Regions from separate parts of the Mus musculus genome. Here regions 2 and 3 are each linked to region 1. A link is a contact called in public promoter capture Hi-C data. All regions are on one chromosome and are shown on one strand. The core of a region is the stretch at or near the end of the contact, and the rest is flanking DNA. Distances in the headings are between cores, read along the strand shown.

The links. Promoter capture Hi-C pulls out the DNA fragments that hold promoters and counts their contacts.
Region 2: a promoter capture Hi-C map of 3T3-L1-derived adipocytes shows a contact between it and region 1, with 4 times the contacts expected there. The contact joins the promoter of Rpl34-ps1 here to the promoter of Rnf103 in region 1. A contact is called at or near these places in 5 of 39 promoter capture datasets (the 3T3-L1 cell line, 3T3-L1-derived adipocytes, cranial neural crest and 2 more) and 1 of 115 datasets of contacts at active chromatin or transcription factors (bone marrow-derived macrophages).
Region 3: a contact with region 1 is called in a promoter capture Hi-C map of liver, with 2.1 times the contacts expected there. The contact joins the enhancer-like site here to the promoter of Rnf103 in region 1. A contact is called at or near these places in 2 of 39 promoter capture datasets (3T3-L1-derived adipocytes and liver), 1 of 484 Hi-C or Micro-C datasets (liver), 2 of 115 datasets of contacts at active chromatin or transcription factors (both in bone marrow-derived macrophages) and 1 of 9 other capture datasets (pancreatic islet).

The regions. Positions count from the first base shown.
Region 1 is chr6:71,492,259-71,495,596 of GRCm38.p6, reverse strand. It overlaps Rnf103 (ring finger protein 103), which reads right to left and starts at 1,720. Exons shown (of 4, transcript NM_009543.3): 1 at 709-1,720. The coding sequence starts at 934.
Region 2 is chr6:71,123,103-71,126,440 of GRCm38.p6, reverse strand. It overlaps Rpl34-ps1 (ribosomal protein L34, pseudogene 1), which reads right to left and starts at 1,852. Exons shown (of 1, transcript NM_001199350.1): 1 at 1,440-1,852. The coding sequence starts at 1,831. The coding sequence ends at 1,478.
Region 3 is chr6:71,235,062-71,238,399 of GRCm38.p6, reverse strand. It overlaps Smyd1 (SET and MYND domain containing 1), which reads left to right. Exons shown (of 10, transcript NM_001160127.1): 4 at 913-1,043; 5 at 3,019-3,057. Among named protein-coding and RNA genes, the nearest start is that of Smyd1, 26 kb to the left of the region's middle. Within about 2 kb of position 1,664, at least 23 of the 459 cell types and tissues checked have an H3K27ac peak or open chromatin away from gene starts, as enhancers often do. A contact at or near this core is called in bone marrow-derived macrophages and liver, where this site is marked.

The sequences.
Region 1 (3,338 bases), core at 471-2,970:
TTAAAGTTAACTGTATTTCCCCACCCAATCCTACCCCAAATCAACGGCTACATTAAATATTCTTTCAGCACTATTTCAAGTCTTTTCCTCAACCCATTAAGTGACGCAGAGATGCCTGTGACACATGACAAGAAAGGTAAGTCAAGATTCAAAAATAAAATGTATAATCTGCAAGAAAATATTTACTCTAAACAAGGCCAACAGCCACACAAAATGTTCACTAAAGTATAAAAAGCAATATTGCACTGTGTACACCTTACCTATAATTAAATGCATAATTTACACGTAAATCTTTAGGTCCACGTGCCTTTTGTTATTATTTTAATGATGTTTTACCCTCCTGGTAGCTTGTTTTTATTGTGGATGCAGATGCTGCTATTTACAGACTATGTTTTGTAATTTTTCCTTTCTCTATAATCAATTTCAACTGACGTTCCTGAATTCTGGGACAAATGATTCAATTTAATGATTTTTTTTTAAAGCTACACTTTCAAACTGTCATTTCCAAAGAGCCTTTGGAACACACCAATACACCTAACAGTTGTCTTTTCCAAACCGAGATTTACATATTTATTTAGAAAACGTAGACAAAGATGACCTGGGCAGCTCTCTGGAGCAGTCTGTTTAACCATTCTGGGGACCGCCTAATTCTGGGGAGTGGGTAAGAGCCAGGACAGTGGAGGCGACCTCCAGGAGCCCAGCACTTGCCTGACTTCTCCACCAGCTCCCGAACATCTTTCTTCTCCGGCAGCCCGGAGTAGCCCAGCCCTCGACACTCCAGAATGGTCTTCAGCTTCTTGAAGCTCAATGCCACCGGATCCACCAGCTGAGTAGCAAAGATGCCAGTCTCGTACCACACAATGGCCTCAAAAAACCTGGCCAGGACGAACAGGACCAGGAAATACAGGAGCAAGAAAAACAGCTTCAGCCACATCTTCGCCCTCTTGGCGTCGCCAGGAGCCGGGACGCCGTGGACAAGGGAAGGGGATCGAGTGCGGGGCGACAGAGCGCAGCCTGGGCGAGGGCAGCGAGGGCGCGCGGCGGTCACCGGCGGGCCATCCCCGCGGGGAGGCAGGTGGATCGCGGCGTGCGTGCGACTGAGAGCCCCGGCTCTGGCCTTGCGGTCAGGAGCTGAGAAAGGGAGAAGGGGGGACGTTCAAACGCACCCCACCCATCGAGCTGCGGACGGCTGGAAGAGGGCAAGAGCCCACCTGGGGTGACCGGGAGGCAGCTCCGAGGGACTGCGGGCCAGCGGAGGGCGGTTGGGGCCGGACTGAGTGGTCCAGAGGGCGCGGTACTCGGCTGGGCCAGGCCCGGGGCCCGGCGCGCCCAGCGCGGGTTGGAGTGACCGCCGCAGCGCCGCGCCGAACGCCCAGGCTTCAGGCCCCGGCGGCCGCCCAGGCCTGGCGGCAGCTCCAGGTTCCCGCGGGCGGCGCCTATCAGGCCCCGCGGCCCGCGAGGGGGCGTCGCGGCGGCTCCCGCTGAGGAGGAGCGCGAGACGACAGTCGTGAAGGGAGGAAAAAAAGAGGAAAAAGCAAATAACGCTAGGCCCCAACGCGGCTCTCCCGGGCGGCTTCCTGTCAGCTGCGTAGCCGCGCGGTGCCCAGCCCCGTGCGGACGCGCCGCGCCAACCGCGGCCACCGTCCCTGCCGCCTCTGCAGGCCGCGGCCGTCGCCCCCAGAGCACTGGACCCGCTGTAGCCGCGGCCCCAGTCAAGACATAACAACTGACGTCGGCATCGGGGCGGGGTCTCGGCAGGGGCGGGGTTAGAAGCCGCGGGGTGCAAGGGGAGAGAGGGGCTGCGGGAGGCTGGGCTGGGTAAACCTTCCGAGTTACTGTGCTCTCGCGGTCCCAGCCCTCTGATGCGCTGATGTTTAGTCACTGATTTCAGTCCCAGGATTGGACATTGGACCCTGCGACACTGTGCACCTTTGTGCTGAGCGTGAAAAATAAAGGCTGCTAAAAGATGTTCGTTTTTGTTTGTGGTTTTTGTTTTGTTTTGAGACACTGCCTTATTAAATAGTCCTGGCCCGCCTGGAACCGCTCTGAACACCAAGCGGGCCTCAGAATTCAGAGATTGCCTGCCAGGCATGGAAGTGCTGGGATTAAAACCGTGCACCGCCGGGCGTGGTGGCGCACGCCTTTAATCCCAGCACTCGGGAGGCAGAGGCAGGCGGATTTCTGAGTTCGAGGCCAGCTTGGTCTACAGAGTGAGTTCCAGGACAGCCAGGGCTACACAGAGAAACCCTGTCTCGAAAACCCAAAAAAAAAAAAAAAAAAAAAAAAAAAACCGTGCACCACCACACCCACCCAAATCATCAAGATCTGTAAAAATCAGAATCTGTGTTTTAAGTCCAGTCCCTGTCAACCGCGGATGCTTTTGGGTTTTTCTTTTGTTTAGTTTTTTGTTCGGGGTGGGGTGGGGGGGAGGGGTGGCACAGCTGGCTTGAGGTGCTTGAGGTGAAACTCTGAAAACAGATGTTTTTCTACCTTTGCTTTAGAATGCGATTTTCACATGTGTGTTGGAGGAGGTATGGCCAAAAAGAATTTTAGTATGTGATCCAGTTGTGGCTAGTCTCCTAGAGGGTTAAAAAGTAGACAATGAAGGTCTGAGTTGTCAGGACAAAAGTTGTTAGGTGTGGTTAGGTCCAGGTGCAAAGGTCTGTGTGTTTTAGCCAGCCAGAAGAACTCATATAAAATGAGTTTGACAGGCAAGCGTATGGTACCTGGTTCCGTGTTTATTTAACTCTAGCAGGGTCATGTTCTCTCTCTCTCTCTCTCTCTCTCTCTCTCTCTCTCTCTCTCTCTGTCTTTCTCCCTCTCTCTGTCTTTCTCCCCCACTCTGTCTCTCTCTCTCTGTTTCTGTGTGTGTGTGTGTGTGTGTGTGTGTGTGTGTACGCGCGTGTGTGTGCATGTGTGCGTGTGTGTGAGTCTTCTTGATCAGGAAAACAAGTAGGAATTCCAGGTGAAATGTTAGCCAGCAAGGAAAAGCATGAACAACCCTAAACCAGGGGTGAAATTTTTAGGGAGAGAGTGTGACCCTCAATCAGGGAGCAAATGAGCCATGGAAAACAAAGAATGGATCATAAAATGTAGACAAAGGATAGTACCCCTTTATAACGCAGTTAACAAAGGCATCTCGGTGTACAGCTAGTGGAGGAGCTAGGAAGGAAGAAGCCTAGGAGCAGGGTGGGCAGGAATGTACAGCTTCAGACTTACAGAACAGTGTGGTGGTTTTCCAGGGCAGCAGACCACGTGGAGACTGTATTAAACTGTTCCTGCTGACAGACTTGGCTCTGTAATTTCAGCATTCTTGATTTCACAGTATAGCACTGTTA
Region 2 (3,338 bases), core at 603-3,102, 370 kb after region 1:
CTGAGCACACACTGTCTCAGGAATGATAACCCCCAGTCTTTTCAGGGGGGAAGGCAAGTTCCTAGGAACGGAAGCTAACTCGTTTGAGGCCCAGGTCTCAGCCCCAGGCTGTCCTTGCCAAGTCAGCTCCTGAGCAAGGACAGAGAACTAGGTTCCTTTTGTCTTTTCATCGGGGCCTCTGAGAAAGCCTTGGATCAGTCTGGCTCTCAGCACAGACCATCCTGGGCACTGAACAATTGTTTGGCAATTTTCAGATACTTTTGTAGAGCAAGAGCCCTGTGGGCACTATTGAGGTGGTTCAGCAGGCAAAGCCCTTGTGCACATGTCTGGTCACCTGAGTTTTGTCCCTAGAACCCACATAAAGGTGGTAGGAGAGAATCTACTCACATCGTATACATGCAATAATAATACATACAAGTAAACAAATTGTAAGAGGTCATAACGTTTTCCTAATATCACCTACAATATGTCCGTTGCTGCTTTACAGAAATTAATTCATGGGATCCGGATGGCAGTGTGACAAGTCCATTTTACAAAGGAGCCAACTGGGATTCTGGGAGATGATGGCTTTGAGTTCTGTGTGAAGTGTTCATTGAAGCTACTCTGGAGAGCCAGTGGGGTTCCCTTGGGTTTCCAGCCTCCTCCTAGTCTCCACTCCTCTTTGCCCCCCTTTTCTTTATCCCTGGTCCCCCTCACCTGTCTTTGCTTTGTGTGAGAACCTGGCTGTGCTTTCCTAGACGGCCCACCTCCTAATAGTCCCACCCTCTAAAGGCCAGGCATTGAAACACATGCATGTGTGGGGGCCTTGTAACAGGTGCAGTGTCAAGATTTAAAGCAGAGCTTGGCTGCTAGGCCACCTGTTGAGGGTCACTTCTCCCTCATCTCTTATCTTCCTATTGTCTCTGATCCAAGGCTCACTCCTCATCAGGGATCATGTTGCTTGTAAAACCGATTCAGCTTAAGTATCTCTGGTTCAGACCCCAGCAGCGTGTAAGCAACCCTGCAAGCAAAGGTGAGCACTCTCTGGCTCCCTTGGGGAAAAGAAGCCTTCCAAATCCACTGGAAAGCCTGGCAATAATTCTCCCAGCCAGCAGAGGGCAGCAGAACACATCCAAAGTCCTTGCTTTAAAGTAGGTGGGGCTGGCCAATCCAACCACACTCCTGTCATTGCTCATGGGCAAACCACCTGTCTGACTTTATTTTCTGAAGTCTGGGGACCCTGAAGGTTTGAGGGTTGAACTTAGTACCTTGCACATGCTAGGCAGGTGCTCTACTACTGAGTCATATCTAGGCTTGTCCCAGAGGACAACCTCAGGTGCTGTTCAGCAGGCTCTGCCCTGTTTTATTTTATTTTTTTTAGACAGGCTCTTTCATTGTTCTGGAGCTTTCTTTTTTTTTTTTTTTTTTTTTTTTTTTTTTTTTTTTTTTTTTTTTTTAGATCAAGTCTTGATTTTTATTACTTAAAAAATGTGCATATCTATTTTGCTTTCTGACTCTGTGCTTGTGCCTTCAACACTTTCACAACGATTTTCTGCTCCTCAATAAGGAAAGCCCGCTTGATCCTGTCACGGACACACTTGGCACACATGGAGCCGCCATAGGCCCTGCTGACGTGCTTCTGTGTCTTAGACAGTCTCATAAGGACTTTGGGCCGCACAGCACGAACCCCTCGAAGTCTGCCTGGGCACACGCCACATGCGGATTTAGGTGCTTTCCCAACCTTCTTGGTGTAGAGGTAAACAATCCTGTTGCCAGGGGTTCGAGACAGCCTAGTTTTGTTAGAGGCTGTGTTGTAGGAAAGCCTACGGCGGTATGTCAAACGCTGGACCATCCTGAGTGCCTCTGAGCACCGTCCCCGGAAGAGTTCTGGAGCTTTCTAAGCAGCAAAGCTGGTTAGTCAGCAAGTCCTGGATTCCATAAAAAATAACTTAAAAATTTAAAAAAATGTATTGCATCTTATTATTGGTGCCTCTCTCTCTCCTTTTAAAAGTTCACATATGCCTCGTGTGTGTGTGTGTGTGTGTGTGTGTGTGTGTGTGCCCTCGCGTGCGTCCGTCTGTCTGTCTGTCTGTCTGTCTGTCTGTGATTTCTGAGAGAGCAATAGTAGCTGGAGATGGGGAGACCCAGTAAGCAAGCCCATGTCTGTGCAAAGGCCAGAGGAGGAGTCAGGTGTCCCATTCTGTGACTCTCCATCATATTCCCTTGAGGCAGCATCTCTCATTGAACCTGGAGCTAGGCTAGCAGGGAGCAAGCCACAACCATCAATCACCTGTCTCCACCACCAGAGAGCTGGTGTAAAACTTCTTACTGACACGCTTCCGTACTGCTTCAACTAGGAAAAGCAGACGTAAACACAGAATCAAGAAAGTCAAAATAACCTTGTCACTGTGTAACACGCATGTGCTGGTACCAAGACTGTGGTGGACTCCAGCAGTGTCCTCCCGGCACATGATCATTGTGGGTGTCTATTGATAAGCTTTTCTTCCATTTGTGCTGCAGGAACACCCTAGTCACAGCAGCTGGGAGGTCATTTCCCTTCTCTCAGAGCCAGCTTAGCCCAGTGCCTCAGCCTCCTGTGTGACAGAGTTTCTGGCTGGTGATTGTGGATTCAGATATAAATGCAGACACTGAAATTATGCAGTGACTTGATTTTTAAGTCATTCAGATGGATCTAGAAAATTATTTGAAAAAAATAGTGTACAAACTCACACACATGAAATGCATTGCTGCTGGAGAAGTGTGTGTGTGTGTGGTGTGGTGTGTGGTGTGTGTGTGTGTGTGTTTAGGCCAGAGAACAACCTCCTGTGTTGTTCCTCAGGTGCTGTCATTTTTTATTTATTTATTTTTTTTGACACAGTATCTCATTGACCTGGAGCTGGTTGGTCAGCAAGTCCTAGATTCCTGGATTCCCTTTTGAGAAATCTCTCTCTCAGTCCTTACTTCTTATAGGTGAGCAAGTTGAGTCTCAGACAGGACCTCTGCCTTAGCCTTAGTACACAGATCATCAGGGTGGGGCAAATGAGATCCAGTGTGCACAGCCATTTCTCCTGATAAGACCCTCAGTCAGTCAGAACAGACTTGGTTCTGGAGAAGGAGCCTGGGTATGGATTCTTGAGGGAACAGTCATGGTAGTGTGGGGACTTCCCTGGAGGTATCTAGTCACCAGCTTCCAAATCTGAGGAAATGAGAGAGTACTGGTGTGCACAGCCCCTGGGAAAAGCCGACGACCCTACCACTCTACATTCAGATTAAGTGCAGGTTGTCTCAACTCCATGGCCTTCCATTCCTATGGTTGTCACCTGGTTCTGGCCCTTACGCTACCAGAGAAAGCTCCCCTG
Region 3 (3,338 bases), core at 415-2,914, 260 kb after region 1:
ATGGCCTCTAGCCCAGGCAGCCGGAAGCATGAAGAGTGTCCTCTTGCTTCCCAGGTGTAACAGGAATGCATACCGCCCTTCTGGTTCTGAACTCAGAGTCAGGTTCCTAAATGAGCCCAGTAAAATAAACCAGAACCTTCCAATAAGATTTCTCATAATAGAGAGGCCATGGTGACTCTGGGTATTGTCCAGCTAGGAAGCTTCCAGAAGCAGTTGGAACAGACTCAGGAGAGAAGGCTTAAAGTCTGGAAAGGACAGAAACTTAAAATGATGCTGGTTTATCCTACCATATTTTCTCTCTTCATTTTTCTACTTACTTGGCTTTGAATTCCCAAATCTACTATATCTACTTCCCAAGTACTGGGACGCAAGTGAGTGCCACCTCTCCTAGATCAAGAGTATTTGCTCTTATTTGATTTACACACACACACACACACACACACACACACACACACACACACCACACCAGAATATGGAAAGATAAACCAAGATGGATACTTAAAACAACCGCTGAGACACAGATGGCATTAGCAGCCAGCATTCCTGTCTTTGGTCCTTATTAGGCTGGAACTACTGAGAGCTTCAAAGTGGTTTTGTTAAACATGGGACTCCTTCCATGGCACACATCTCGTGTGAAATGTGTGAAAAACAAGTCTTCAGGATGAAAATCTCCCTTTTAAAAGATTGATCATTTTTGCTATTTGTAATTACACATGCATATACTATATTCGGATAATCTCTCCACCCCTATTGTCCCCTCCTATCTTTGTTAACACCCTGCCCCACCTCCCTACCTGTCCCTTTCCCAGACTCATGAGGCCCTCTAGTTTTCAAACTTCTTCAACATCTAGGGTGATAATCTGTACCGATCTGTGCCTGTTGACTGAATCTTTTCTCTTGTCCTCTGGGTAGATCAACTGCAACGGTTTCACTCTCAGTGACCAGAGAGGGCTACAGGCAGTAGGTGTGGGCATCTTCCCCAACCTGGGCCTGGTGAACCATGATTGCTGGCCAAACTGCACTGTCATATTCAACAATGGCAAGTGAGTGCAACGGGGATTGGGCAATCTTCTACTTGATTTCAACCAAAGTCAAACTTGTAAACGTGGACTGCCATGCACTGCCAATGTTCGGCAACTCAGAGTCTCACTCCAGACCGAGGAGAGGCAGGAACTGAGGTGGATGCAGAAGAATTTTACCTTGTCCGTTTCTGAATCTCTAGGTCTGCCTCCGTGTATTGGATAAATCATTAACTACTGCTCTAAAACTTGACCTCTGGGATTATTTGCCTAGAGCCAAAAAAAAGTGCTCTGGCAGTAGCCTGTGCTAGCTAAGGGTCTATAAGAAAGTAGAAAGCACATTCAAAGGAGTAGAGTCAGACAGAATTTAGTAAAAAGACAATTTACAGGCATGTGGGCAGGGTTTGGGAAGGACCAGGCACAAAAGGAATAGGATCGATAAACAGCCTGGGGCCTGATGGTGCAGCTCAGGCTGGGGAGGTCTGGGGGGGGGGGGGGATGAAGCCTGAACAATGTGCTCGGAAAGATGGCTCCTTCCACTGAGCTGTGCCATACAACTGCTCCTGCAAAGAAGTTAGGCACTGCTGGAAATACGGGCTAACAACTTCAACCCCGTTCTCTTCCACTTGGCCAACCTCACCCAGAGGCCAAAGAGCAAAGGAACCCAGGTGACGCAGTCCTCAGGGTTCAGCCCTTTGCCCCCAGAAAGGCACAGATCAAAGACACGTGGGCAGACACTTGGATCTTGGGAGTGGGGCACATGACAGATGAAAGCCAACTTCGAGCCACCCACCAGCAGCTTTCTCCTAAACCTTCCTTGAAGCCAGAGACAGTGGTTTCTGGGTCTCAGCTGAGAACCAGGTTGAAGTGGCCACATAGCCAAGGCTATGAGTTCTTATTTCCTTTCTGTTCCTGACCCCAGTATCTAAAGCAGTTGAGAGAGATGACAAAGATTGGGAAAGCTTATTTTGGACTCTGAGAATAATATTTTCTAGCACATTGTACTCCAGGGTCTAAGCCTCTAGGGACAATTGGCCTAGACCTCATGGAATCTTTTTAGAGGATCTGTTACCCAGGTTTAGCCTGGTTGACTGAGTTAATCACACTTAGCTATGCACAATTCCCAGATGGCCCTTCTGTAAGTGCTGGTGACCCCAGGCCCCTATTCTGACTGTGTAATAATTAATGAACCTAGGGCCCGTGCTTCAGGGCATCTCTGGTGTCTGCTGTAGCTTCTTTGTATCTACTAACTGTGAGTGGTCATGTGTTCCCTGGATCTGTTTGCTTTTGTGCAAGGGAGAAGGTCATTACAGTCACTGCCTATCTGCCTGCGACACTGGAAATCAGCCTGGACATGGTATCAGTGGCCCCATTTTTTTTTTTTTTTTTTTTTTTTTTTTTTTTTTTTTTTTTTTTTTTCGAGACAGGGTTTCTCTTTTAGCTCTGGCTGTCCTAGAACTCACTCTGTAGACCAGGCTGGCCTCAAACTCAGAAATCTGCCTGCCTCTGCCTCCCAAGTGCTGGGATTAAAGGTGTGTGCTACCACTGCCCGGCTCAGTGGCCCCATTTTAACCACAATAAGTACTCTCTACATATGCAATTCAGAACTCTCCCCCAAAGAGAGTCACCAAAAAGGCCGTGCTTATTGATGCACCATGCTAGTCACTGGGACAGGAAAATCATCTCTACATTTTTCTCAGCACTCTCTTCTCAGTTACGTTGTCTTACAACAATCTCACTGTTGTACTCTAAGTGGACACTGAGGACCTGGGAAAGGAGGTCAGTTGTTCAGCAGTGAATCCCTCTGTGACTCCATTTTGTAACCCTGTTCCCAGTGCGCTCTCACTGTTCCGGGCAGCACCCTGGCAGGGGAGCCCAGCTAGCAGGGGTGAGGTTGGTCGTGACTGTCAATGCCCTGATTGCGTGAGCCCACAATGCTGTGCTCTCTTGGGGCTGCAGTGGTATTGACTTCCTCGTGGGTGTCTGTTTTGTCTTTCAGTCATGAGGCAGTGAAATCCATGTTTCACACGCAGATGAGGTGGGTCAGTCTTCTCACATGTCCGTGTTTGTCTGACCCATCTCCCTCACGTGCCTGGCTTCCTGGGGACAGCCTTTCCTGACTGCTTGGCTGCTGTCACGCGTCATGCCCTGTACTGCAGTGTCTTGGCTTCACCGAATGGCGATTTTTCCTGTCGTTGAAGTCACGACTTCCTCCTCGCCTGCCTGCCTCTCACTTGCCTATGTTTTATTTTGTTTGCTGTCTTCCCTCCCTCTCACCCCTTACTTCTCCACTTTTATCTCAGTGTGTGAACCTTCCAG